2 separate regions of the Rattus norvegicus genome follow, and region 1 is linked to region 2. Evidence: chromatin contacts called from public Hi-C data. All regions are on one chromosome and are shown on one strand. The core of a region is the stretch at or near the end of the contact, and the rest is flanking DNA. Distances in the headings are between cores, read along the strand shown.

The links. Hi-C and Micro-C count contacts between places; a contact is called where the count stands out from the background.
Region 1: a Hi-C map of hepatocytes shows a contact between it and region 2, with 3 times the contacts expected there. The contact joins the enhancer-like site here to the promoter of Ddx39b in region 2. A contact is called at or near these places in 4 of 12 Hi-C or Micro-C datasets (Schwann cells, frontal cortex, hepatocytes and 1 more).

What each region holds. Positions count from the first base shown.
Region 1 is chr20:3,883,196-3,889,404 of GRCr8, reverse strand. LOC102549726 (a long non-coding RNA gene) reads right to left here. Exons shown (of 6, transcript NR_110713.1): 5 at 6,012-6,161; 6 at 5,479-5,764. Among named protein-coding and RNA genes, the nearest start is that of Snord52, 3.2 kb to the right of the region's middle. Within about 2 kb of position 2,949, at least 5 of the 93 cell types and tissues checked have an H3K27ac peak or open chromatin away from gene starts, as enhancers often do. A contact at or near this core is called in hepatocytes and liver, where this site is marked.
Region 2 is chr20:3,587,150-3,593,812 of GRCr8, reverse strand. Ddx39b (DExD-box helicase 39B) reads left to right here and starts at 4,162. Exons shown (of 11, transcript NM_133300.3): 1 at 4,162-4,228; 2 at 5,546-5,883; 3 at 6,544-6,663. The coding sequence starts at 5,673. LOC120099056 (small nucleolar RNA SNORD83) reads left to right here and starts at 5,086; the gene lies at 5,086-5,164. Atp6v1g2 (ATPase H+ transporting V1 subunit G2) reads left to right here. Exons shown (of 3, transcript NM_212490.2): 3 at 347-1,439. The coding sequence ends at 520.

The DNA.
Region 1 (6,209 bases), core at 1,700-4,199, 300 kb before region 2:
ATGAGTACTCTTTTTTCTTTTTTTTAAAGATTTATTTATTTATTTCTTATATGTGAGTACACTGTCACTGTCTTCAGATGCACCAGAGGAGGTCATTGGATCCCCATTACAGATGGTTGTGAGCCACCATGTGGTTGCTGGGAATTGAACTCAGGACCTCTGGAAGAGCAGTCTGTGCTCTTAACCACTGAGCCATCTCTCCAGCCCATGAGTACTCTTATTTGCCTGTACTTGAGTGGAGTGACAAAATTTGTTGTCTTAGTCAGGGTTTCCATTCCTGCACAAACCACCATGACCAAGAACCAAGTTGTGGAGGAAGGAGTTTATTCAGCTTACACTTCCTCATTGCTGCTCATCACCAAAGGGAGTCAGGACTAGAACTAAAGCAGGTCAGGAAGCAGGAGCTGATACAAAGGCCATGGAGGGATGTTACTTCCTGGCTTGCTTTCCCTAGCTTGCTCAGCTTACTTTCTTATAGAACCCAGGACAACCAGCCTAGGGACGGCACCACCCACAATGGGCTGGGTCTTCCTCCCTTGATCACTAATTGAGAAAATGCCTTACAGCTGGGTCTCATGGAGGCATTTCCACAACGGAGTCTCCTTTCTCTGTGATAACTCCAGCTTGTGTCAAGTTGACACACAAAAAACCAGCCAGTACAACTGACCCCTTGTCAACTTGACACAAAAACACATCACTATTAAGCCCCAACCCTTACTTTCTTATTCATCCCTAAGATCTAACTAACTTTAAGAGTCACATAGTATGGGGCTGGGGATTTAGCTCAGTGGTAGAGCGCTTACCTAGGAAGCACAAGGCCCTGGGTTCGGTCCCCAGCTCCGAAAAAAAGAACCAAAAAAAAAAAAAAAAAAAAAAAAAGAGTCACATAGTCTTTACATATTAGAATTTCAATCCATTTAAAGTATCCAATATCTTTTAAAATTCCCTTAACTGTGGACTCCACTAAAATACTTTCTTTCTTCAAGAGGGAAAAATGTCAGGGCACAATCACAATCAAAAGCAAAATCAAACTAACGTCTAATGTCTGGGATCCACTCATGATCTTCTAGGCTCCTCCAAGGGCTTGGGTCACTTCTCCAGCTCTGCCCTTTGTAGCACACACCTTGTCTTCTAGGCTCCAGATGCCTGATCCCCACTGCTGCTGCTGTTCTTGGTGGTCAACCGTGGTACTGGCATCAACTGTACCTGAGGCTGCACCTTCACCAATGGCCTCCCATGGCCTCTCACAGGGCCCAGCCTCAGCTGCTCTTCATGACCCCTTCATGCCTTCAAAACCAATACCACCTGGGTGACTCTTAGACATTACCAAGTCCAGCCATGGCACAAGGTACACCTTGGCTATCTCTGGAACACAGCCTCTTTGTGATCTCAGAAAACACCTCCCAGAAGATTTCACCTCAATGATGCTGGTCTCTTCTTCTTTTTTTTTTTTTTTTCTTTTTCTTTCTTTTTTTTTTTTAGGAGCTGGGGACCGAACCCAGGGCCTTGCACTTGCTAGGCAAGCGCTCTACCACTGAGCTAAATCCCCAACCCGATTCTGGTCTCTTCTTAATCACCACTAATTTCTTAGCTCCGGCTGACCAGCATCAATAGTCCCAGTAATGCAAAGGTTTCGCTTTAGTAGTTCTGGTATCTTCTTAATCACATCTGATTCTTCAGCTCCAGCTAACCAAAACCACAGAATCTTCACAATCAAAATAGCAAGATCCCTGATAAGACTCTTTAACCTTCCCTCTGAAATTTCACAAGCCAGGCCTCCATCTTCTGCACTGTTCTCAACATTATCTTCCAAGCTCCTACAGAACATCCCACAGAGCTCTTAACATCCCAATGGCTCTTCTTCAGGTGCTCACAGGAATCCCCCACTATCCTGGTACCAATTTGTCTTAGTCAGGGTTTCTGTTCCTGCACTAACATCAGGACCAAGAAGCAAGTTGGGGAGGAAAGGGTTTATTCAGCTTACACTTCCACATGGCTGTTCATCACCAAAGGAAGTCAGGACTGGAACTCACACAGGGCAGGAAGCAGGAGCTGATACAGAGGCCATGGAGGGATATTTTTTACTGGCTTGCTTCCCCTGGCTTTCTCAGCTTGCTTTTTTTATTATTATTAAAGTTACTTATTTATTGTGTACACTGTAGCTGTCTTCAGCCACACCAGAAGAGGGCATCGGATCCCATTACAGATGGTTGTGGGCCACCATGTGGTTGCTGGGATTTGAACTCAGGACCTCTGGAAAAACAGTCAGTGCTCTTAACCGCTGAGCCATCTCTCCAGCCCTCAGCTTGCTTTCTTAAAGAACCCAGGACACCAGCCTAGGGACGGCACCACCCACAATGGATTGGTCCCTACCCCCATTGATCACTGAGAAAATACCTTACAGCTGGAGCGCATGGAGACATTTCCACAACTGAGGCCCCTTTCTCTGTGATAACTCCAGCTTGTGTCAAGTTGACACACAAAACCAGCCAGTACACTGGTCAAAGTTAACTTTAAGTATTCTGTCTGCCTTTAGAAACTTTTTTCTACTGTTTAAAGTTTGGTTTTTTTTTTTTTTTTGTTTTTTTTTTTTGGTTCTTTTTTTTCCGGAGCTGGGGACCGAACCCAGGGCCTTGAGCTTCCTAGGTAAGCGCTCTACCACTGAGCTAAATCCCCAGCCCCTAAAGTTTGTTTTAAAGGTGTGTGTTGCCACCACCTGGCACCTCCAGAATCTTAATCAGCCCTATCCCCAGGATATGGTATCCCCAGTCAAATATTGTAAGTGATTACAGCATACACACCCATCAGAGTAAGAAGTTCAAAGTTTTGGCAGGGTGCCGTTTGAAAAACCTTCAGGGGCAGAGATCTCTGGGAGCTCAAGACCAGTCTTGTTAAACAGTTCTTTCGGGCCAGCCAGTCTAATCCGGCCAGTGAGATCCTGTCTAAATAGATAAACCGAACAAAGCGTGCAGGCACGCATGCATGCCCTGGCTGGACTTCCAGGTTTAATCTGCAACTGTCTAGGAAGCCAGTTCTAGGGGATCTGACGCCCTCTTCTGGCCTCTGTGGGTTTTGCATCGCCCATTTTTTCCTGGTGTGTGAGGTGAGAAGGTGTGGACCAAAGATGTCTACCTCATCATGTTTGGTGCCAGTGTGACTGGCAGACCCCCAACCCTTGTTTACTTTCCTAATGTTTACGTCATTCCTTCCCGGTTCTCCCATCTTGTTAGAGATGGGAAAGCATCAAAGAAGCCAATCCAGTGATTAAGGAGAATGGGGGTTGGGAAAAAACAGCTTTCCCCTTAGAGGGACTTGGTGCTAGCAATGTCCCCTAGCAATGTAAGAAATAGATCTCCTTGGGGTTGGGGATTTAGCTCAGTGGTAGAGCGCTTGCCTAGCAAGCCAAACGCTCTGGCTTCGGTCCCCAGATCTGAAAAAAAGAAAAAAGAAAAAAAAAAAGAAAAGAAAAGAAATAGATCTCCTCTGTTGGTAATCACCTGTGGCTAAGTAATCTGGCTTAAAACTTACAACTTGGGGCTGGGGATTTAGCTCAGTGGTAGAGCGCTTACCTAGGAAGCGTAAGGCCCTGGGTTCGGTCCCCAGGTCCGAAAAAAAGAACCAAAAAAAAAACAAAACAAAACAAAAAACAACTTACAACTTATTTATTTTATGCATATGAGCATTTCGTCTGCATGCGCACCACGTGTGCCCAGGCAAACAAGGCGATAAAACACCCATACACATAAAACTGAAACTTGGTGTCCCCAGCAACCACGAACTGCCAGTTCTTCAGGGGAAATAGGGCCTCCTAAGCCCTCTCACCCCAGGCCAATTCTTGTGCTGCCAACGACAGCCTCTGTGAATTCAGAACAGCAGCTCTGTCCTGTCCAGGAGAAATTTAAATGTAATTTTTTTTTTCAGATAGACTATCTTGTGTCCCATGTTGGTCTCCAACTGAGGATAACCCTGATCCTCCTGCCTCTACTTCCCAAATGCTGGGCTATAGGCACGCATCACCACACCTGTCACCCTGGTGTTGGGCACTGAGCCAGACACAAAGACATTTGAGACAAGAGTTCACAGTTTAGGCTGTCCTCAAACACTCCCTGCAGGAGTGCCGGAATGACGAGTGTACCAACTGTACGCCACTGGCTTCAGCTCCCTGAAAACACTTCCTCTGCGTGTGCTTATAGGCCAGGGACCCATAGCTGGCACCTTCCTCGTCTACTTATATTTTTTTTAAAGGTTTATTTTATTTATATGAGTACACTATAGCTGCTTTTGGACACACCAGAAGGAGGCCAGTACATTGGTCAAAGTTAACTTTAAGTATTCTGTCTGCCTTTAGAAACTTTTTTCTACTGTTTAAAGTTTGTTTTGTTCAGGGTTGGATCCCCTGTAAGAGCAGCCAGATGGTTGTGAGCCACCATGTGGTTGCTGGGATTTGAACTCAGGACCTCTGGAAGAGCAGTCAGTGCTCCTAACCCCAGAGCCATCTCTCCAGACCCTGCATATCTTTTTAACCCCTTGAGAGATTGTGTGTGGCCCTGGCTGTCCTGAAACTCTGTGTAAACCAAGCTGGTCTCAATCTTGGAAATCCACCTGCCTCTGCTTCCCAGGTGCTAGGATTAAAGGCATGGCCACTACAGCTGGGCCTACTGAGCACCATCTTTAAAACACACAAAAAAAGCTTCTTTGTAAGTTTAATTACTCCACTTTCAAACTTCAGTCCCTACAAGTCTTCCCCATGTTCCTATTTTATTAACTCAATGGTTGTGTGTGGCCATTGAATTAACTACCCATTATAGCTTCAAAATCTACTTTTCTTGGCTGTTTTTCCCCCAAGTGCTCCTACTGCCGGAAGCCCTCTATGCAGTAGCAACCTTCTGATCCTTCTACCTCCATCTCCCCAAGTGTAGGTTGCAGTCATTATGTGCCCATGTGGTTAGATTCAAGAGTGCACGCCAAGTACTCGAACAACCATACCCCAATCTTCCTAGAAGTTGTGGCTCTGGGGCACTCCTGGGTGCTGGAGTTAACTCACCAGGTAGACACACCTGGGATGTTTACTGGTGGGGTCTCCAGAAGGCTAGGGTTTAATACCCAGGGTCTAAATGCCCAGGGGGACTTGATGCTGTCCTTTACCCTTGGCAGAAAAGCTTAGGGTATGCACAGAAGAGGCTGACTCATTCCTAGCAGGAAGATCTGAGAGATCCAGACTGCAATCTTGGGCTAAAACTGAAGTCAGCCTGACAAGTTTACTAAACCACACTGTTCAGCTTCCAGGACAGCAGGTAACAGGGCTAAGTTAAGGGAGCCTGACCCAGACACCATGAAGTGACAGATCAACAGCTGCTCCTGCAGAGGTCTTAGCTCCTGGGCATTTGATGTACGCAGGCAGTGGGGGAACAGACCAGACCCTTCTGTGGCAGTTAAAATCTTTTCATATCCCCCCAAAGAGTGACACCAACAGTCAAATTAAGTGCTTTTAAAGGATTTTATTAGAAGCAGGAAACCATGCACTTCCATTGCAAGCCATTGTAAGCAGAAAAACAGATACACTTCAGGCAAGGTAGGCTTTTATTACATTGGCTAATGCTCATGTTCAAGTGAGGCTCTGGTTCAGTCTGGGCTGCCACCTGCCATGCCTGTGATGTGGGACAGCCAGCACCCACGGCTTTGCGGCCTTTCACGCTCGGATAGCTGGCAACAAGGCAGTAGTAAAAAGGAGTCCAACTTGTCAGTTTTGAGTAGCAGCTAAGGCCTGAAAATTAAGAAGAATGTATTTCAGGACCACACAAAGCTGGGCTATGTGCTTCAAATCCAGGACATTTTAACAAGGTCAGCAACAGTCAGCATTACAACCCGCAAGTGATGACTTCATTGTGCTTGTTAACTTTACAGGCCCCAGTGACTGGCATCTCATAAGACAAAGCCTTCAACAGCCCCCTCCTCCCCCAGGCTCTTAGTCACGCTTTATTACAGTGAATTAACCACAGCACAGCACTCACCTTCCCAGCACAGAGGACAAAGGGCTTGTTAGACAATGAGATGATCATGACATTCTAGTCACTTGTAGGAACTCCACCTTAGTCTGGGTCCTAGGTTAGCCCACATCTAGGTGAGGGGATGGGGCCCCTGGGCGGCCTTCAGACATCGCCCTGGAAGAGTTAATTAAGACAATCGATGAGAAGCAGGAACAGGGCATG
Region 2 (6,663 bases), core at 2,913-5,412:
CAGGGACCACACATTGGTAAAGCTTTGACAGTTATCTGTAAGGTCTGGGGGTTTTAAAGGGTACATGAGACTTGTGGGGGCAGCCTTCACAGTCTGTGTGGAGTGTGGAAACCCTGATGGTGGGGACAGTTTTGTGGTCATTGTGGTGAGGAGGTGGGGATTTTACAGTCTCAGAAGTAGCGATTATGCTGACCTGCTTGGTGTCTACATGTTTTTGTGGGGTGGGAATAGTTTTGAAAAGGCTTCCCAGACCTCATTCAGGATCCTTCCTTCTACAAGCGGGACCTTCCTTTCTCTGTGTCTGCTTTTTCTTCTTTCTCTCCTCCACTCCCTCCCCCTCCCCCAGGCCATGGGCTCTCAGGGGAACCTGTCTGCTGAGGTGGAGCAGGCCACGAGACGTCAGGTTCAGGGCATGCAGAGCTCCCAGCAGAGAAATCGGGAGCGAGTCCTGACTCAGCTTCTTGGCATGGTCTGTGACGTCAGACCCCAGGTCCACCCCAACTATCGGATTACTGTCTAGAACCCTTGCTTAGGGACACATCCCTAGAGTGACTCCTTCTATCAGCAAAACCACCCGTGTCGCATGCACAGAGCCCTGGGCTCAATCCATAGCACCATCCCCCACCTACCGCCAAATCTACCTGGCAGGTTCTAATATTCTCCCCATGAGACGTACAAATAGCCTGTTCAGACCGGAATCTCTGCGTCCCATGACATCTACTGGAATTATACTAACGAATGTCCAAGCCATCCCCACCAGATGGATCCCTCTGAGAAATGTATGTCGTGGTGATGGGGAGTGTGAAAAGCACCCTGATTTCAGAGCTGGCCGACTTCTGTTCCTCTCTCACCCCTGTTCCTTGCTGGCTGCACAACTGGGACAAGCTGTTTAACCTGGAAGCCTCGGTGTCCTCATCTTTGTAGCTGGAGTGACAGTGACAATGGATTGCTTTGTAAGGAGGCTGCCTCGAGTCATCCTATGAGAGTTCAGCATAGTTCCAGATGGGTAGTGGCTGTGGTTGGATAAATGGCTAGCCTGTACTACGACCGCACTCTGCTTGCCTGCCAGAATCCTAATTCTGTTTCCTGACATTCTAGCTTTGCTTAGTCACTGTAACTCTAGTAATCCTCTGAGAAATTTGTTTCTCCGGCTCTCCCCTGGCATATCGTGTGTGCCCCCTGAGCAGTTGAATAACAATGTCATTTAGCCCCTCTCTCAGAATTCCAAATATATATGGAACCTCTTAGCACCTCTCTTTGTTGCTCCCAAGCTGGTCTTTCTCATGGGTGCCTCCCTTTTCATCTGTTTCCCCAAAGCTTGCTGCTTCCTGGAGCTGAAGAGATCTGTGACATTCATGCATGCATTCCTTTCTTTGCCCTCAACACCTCTCCTCCCTATGTAACAGTGGAGTGTCAATAAAATCCCGGTGAATGAGTCAGTTGTCAGTGAAAGCAGACGCCTTTTGCCTCACCATTGCTCATTTTGGTTCACTGGCCTCAGAGTTCTGCATTTATATGGTTTCCAAAACACTGCAAAGGGGCTGCCCCGGAAGACTGGCACCACCATGCCTGGCCTGACATTATGTTTGGGTATTGGCTCTCATTACGTATCTGATGATAAGGTCATTGTGACCCTGGAGCCTAGGATAGCACTTGGCACACGATCCGATCCGCAGTTGCCAAATACTTTGGAATAAAAAGATGCTCGGGGGTGGGACACTGTTGGTCTTTGATGCCAATTCTTGTATCGGTTCTTTTCACAACTCATGTCACCCCAAACTTGAATCAATGAGGTAACCTATAGTCCTTTTTTTTTATTTTTAAAAATTTATTTATTACATATAAATAAATACACTGCAGCTGTCTTCAGACACACCAGAAGAGGGCATCAGATCTCATTACAGAAGGTTCTGAGCCACCATGGGGTTGCTAGGAATTGAACTCAGGACCTCTGGAAGGGCAGTTGGTGCTCTTAACCGCTGAGCCATCTCCCCAGCCCCCTATAGTCCTTTCTTACATGACTTTTCTGTAGGGAGACATTAACAAAAGCCTAGACAAATAAGTCAGTCATGAGACACTAAAGAAGTTTTATCACCCAAGTCTCGCCTGGCACACCAAGGGGCTCATGGGACTTATTGGCAGTATTGTGGATGATAGGTTTCTTACAGGAGTGAGACTGGAGCAGCTTTGCATCAAAGAGTTGTCCATCACCATTTCCTCTACATGACTTGTACATAGAACCCCCAAAGAGAGTCCTGTCACCAGTAGCTGTTTACTGGTGACATAATCTGGGAGAAAGGGTCGTGTACTGCAACTTTGTTCTGAATTTCATGAGCCTTCTCCACTCTCATCAGGAGGGAATGTTTTAATTCAGAGGAAAGAGCTATAGAAAAGCAAGCAGATTTTTAAAGAGGAGGGGCACACTTGATGGGAAATTGGGGCGCTTACACCCTGGTGTTACCCTGATAGCTGTATGGCTTTAGCCATCTTGTTTTACTTCCCTGTTTCTTATGTTTATAGGAATACTAGAGCGGGGCATGGTGCCTAATCCCAGCATTTGAAGGTGGAGGCAGGAGAATTGAGAGTTTGAGGCTAGTCTAGGCTATATAACAGACTCAAACTCACTAACAGAGAAAGGAAGAAAAAAAATGGTAAAACAGTTGAGAGGGACTCACCTTGCTCTGGGCCAGTGGTCCAGGTTTTAAGCATTGTTAAAACCACAGTTAGTTGTTAGACAATCCCTTCCTCCCTTGGCTACCTTAACCAGGACTGTCATTCAAACAGCCAGACAGACCGGCCATTTTGAATCCTCTATAAAGGCTTTGAGAAAAACCACACAGTGATGGCAGCTAATTGCTCCAACTCCTGATGGTGCAGCTCAGCCAGGACTGTTTGTGTCCCCCCTGTCCTCCCCAGTGGCATGGTGGAATTTCCCACAGTCCTTCCCATAGTCCCCTAGCAGGAGGATGTGTTATGACTGGTGCCAAAGGGATATATTATGATTGGTGCAAACGTAAGTCTTCATTTGCATGAGTTCCCTGTTTGCCCAGATTGGTGCAAACGCCCTTTGCTGGCTGTAAAGCCTGGCTCACTTGGGACAAACCTTACTATGCCTCCGTCCTTGGTGCTGCCACATTAGGTCCAGTAACTGGAAGAAAGCGGCTGAGAGCTTTCCAACTAGGTCACTAGAAGAGTTCCTGGAAACTCTTCAAAGCCAAAGGTGCCTCTCTGTCTGGAGCTACAGCTCTTACTAAGTTACCAGGGACGGAGGAATCCCCACTTTCTGATTTATACAAAACCTGCCAGCCTGCTGCTTACAGCTGTCAAATGGCTGAGGAATCAAAAGCTACCAAGCCCCAGCCCAGGGAGCTTATCCGTTGAGCAGGACACAGCGGGCTGGTTGGCAACAATGATACTTACTTAGTGTTACTTAGTATTACTTTCAAGTATGCTCAATAGGGAAAGCACCTGCTTATGTTTCTGCAGAAAGGCAACAGGTCATCACTTCTGACGTGTGTAGCACCTCAAAGGGAATACCACCTACTTAGGGGGGACAAATTCCGGGCTGAATAATGGAACTGAGACCATTCTGCTGCTCTAGTTAGTAATAATTATGGAAAGGTGCATAACCCTCAAACTCCACCATTTATTTAGCACCTGGACAGAATGTAAGCCTCCATCTCCCAATATAATTTTGGGTAAATCCGGCCTATTCTCTGCACAACTGTAATGGGCGTGGTCACGTACCGGACCCCCCCCCCCCCAGTAGAGGCCAGACTTAGCCGCTCTCAGGTCACCTTGACTACGAGGCTAAGGACCCCGTGAGAACGCTTCTCACTCTGCTCGCGGAGTCCTGCATGCCCACAGAGAGGCGCCCAGGGAGAAGCCTGGCGTGGCAAACAAAACAGAACAAAAGTAAAGCCGACCGTCGGAGGGTGTGCAGAAGCGTAGAAGAACAAAATGGGGAAATCAGATGGGGAGAGATGTGAGCTTCCTGTCGCGCTCTTGCTGCCGGCGACGGAAGGGGGCGTCAGAAGCTTAACTTCAAGTGGGCATTCTGCAAAGCCAGCCGTGGAGCGCGCGCCGCCCGAGGCCTCCTTCCGGCACCCCGCGCATGCGCCCTGGCGGCCGGGAAGGCGGGAGGCCGGGGCGAGACTGGAACCGGAAGTGAAGGCAGCTTCCCGCCTCCGTCCCTGTTGCTGCCGCCATACACGCTCGCAGTGCTTAGGTAAGCTCGGCCTTGTGTACTATCCGCCGCCATCTGCCCGCCCCGCGGCTCATTCCGCCGCGCGGGCCCCTGATACCCGGTGCCCGGCCGGCGGTGTGGCCGCCGGCGCGTAGGCGAACGCTCAGTTCCATTGTTTTCATCCCTTTCTGAGAGCAAATCTTGGTGGGGGAGCTGGGAGACAGGCGGGGGACGATCCAAAATGGTGGCCTCGGCCGCCATTGTGTTCCTCGTTTCCTGGATGTTCCAGTGGGTCCTTTGCCCACCCGAGGCCGCGGCGGCCGGAGGCGGCGCCAGGAGGAGGGCGGGGCCCCTCGCATCTCCCCTCCGGGCCTTTTCTTAGTCCGCCAGGGATGGGAAGGATCTTGCCTCCGGGCCCATTCAACCCTCTGACCCCCTGCTTACGCTCCCTTATTTGGAGCTCTCTGTAAATGGCTATCTCCGTGCTTGACCAATGGTGTCGGCGCAGTAGTCGGGAAGGTTTCCAGGAAGCTTTCCGGGAAACTTCCGAGGGCACTGCGAGGCGTTCGCTTTTAAGACCACTCTAAAGGCTGCATCGTCCTCAGCTGCGACCTTAATTCCTTAATGTGACTATTAAAATTAATTGTGGCGGCGCTGGGCCGATCCTTGCGGCCTCTCGCGTTGCTAAGCGAGCACCTTCATTGAACCAGACACCCAGCCTTTTCAAAAAAGAATTTTCTTTTTTTAATGGAGCCATTCGTACCCTTGCAGCCACCGTTTAATTACCATAGGCTCTCCCCACCCCCTTCCTTCCTGCTTCTGCTTCCCGGCACTGGGAATCACGGGTGTGCGCCGCCGGGATGGGCCCTCGGGTGTTCCTGAGCAAGTGAATAGCGGCAGCCACATGATGTTTGCAATTGGGAAGTGAGCGCTCTGCGCGCGGTGCTGACCCTTATCTATCACCCTTGACTGATGGCTGACGTTGGGGCTCAACACCGCGAGGTGACAGGGGGAAGTGCAGCCCCTCGTCTTCTCTTGTCCTTTGTCTCTCCACCCTCGTGTGAGTCGTTAGTCACGCTCATCCTCGCTCCCGCCTTGTCGAAGTGTGATCCAAAATCTGGTTGGCGGTCGAGGCCACTCTCTGTCTCTCCCGTCTGGTGTTCCGTTTTTATGTCTCGTGTGTGTGTCTCTGTGTGTGTGTGTCTGTCTGTCTCCGTTAACTTTTCTTTCGGGACAAAGGCTTCAGTTTAGAGAAAATAGGAAGGGTGTAGGGATGGATGAGAAGTGAGGAGTCAGATCATGACTGATTAGTTTTTCCTTTTTCTTTTTTTTTTTTTTTTTTGTCGTCCCTTCTCCCAGCTCTTCTGTCGGAAACTGGTGTCTTTTCCCTTGCTGTTCTCCAACCCCTCTCTTTCCCCTTGCTTCCTCTCACCTGCTCTGGGACACCTAACTCAGAGACCTCCCTTCTCCCCCCGCCGGCCGGATTATGGCAGAGAACGATGTGGACAATGAGCTCTTGGACTATGAAGACGATGAGGTGGAGACGGCCGCTGGGGCAGATGGGACCGAAGCTCCCGCCAAGAAAGACGTCAAGGGCTCCTATGTCTCCATCCACAGCTCCGGCTTTCGAGATTTCCTACTTAAGCCAGAGTTGCTCCGGGCCATTGTTGACTGTGGCTTTGAGCATCCATCAGAGGGTACATTTTATTGTTGGGTATAGAGACATTATTTAGCATTTCAGGGATGCAAGACAGATGTGGTTCGTGTCTTGGTTCATAAGATCTGAACTTAGTTAGGCCAAGCTCTGAGAATGCACTCAAAACGTTAGCTGCCGAAGAGGCTTTTGTTTTTGCCTGGTTTTTTGTTTTTTGTTTTTCTTTGGTTTACACCTTTTTGGCTATTTGGACTCTCAGGGCCTGGTTGGACCTTTAGTTCCCCTCTTTTGGCCCAGGCTGACAGTGGTCCCTGGAAACCGTAACGATCTGTTTAAAGATGTTAGCTTCTATGGCTTCTGGGTTAGGTACCAAGTCCTTCATTTTGTTCAAGGTGGCAGGATAACATGATCCCAAAGCCCAGCAACCTATGTAGGAGAAATAATCTGTGGCAGTCACTCAGATTCATTGATGGTTACGCTATAAGAAAAATAAAGATAGCCAAGAACATTGAAGGTGAACCATTGGTAGGTTCAAGAGGGGTCTTAGTAGCACTGGGGAGCCGGGGCACAGGTAGGAGGGTTTGATTTGGGTGTCTTGAGGAGATCAGAGAAAGGATGGGGTCAGGTAAAATGTGACACATTGGCTGGGAAGGAGGGGACTTGGCATGGTGTAAAATAAAAATCTCTCTCCTTTCCCCTCTAGTCCAGCATGAATGCATCCCCCAGGCCATTCTGGGGATGGATGTCCTGTGCCAGGCCAAGTCAGGCATGGGAAAAACAGCAGTGTTTGTCCTGGCCACACTGCAGCAGCTGGAGCCAGTTA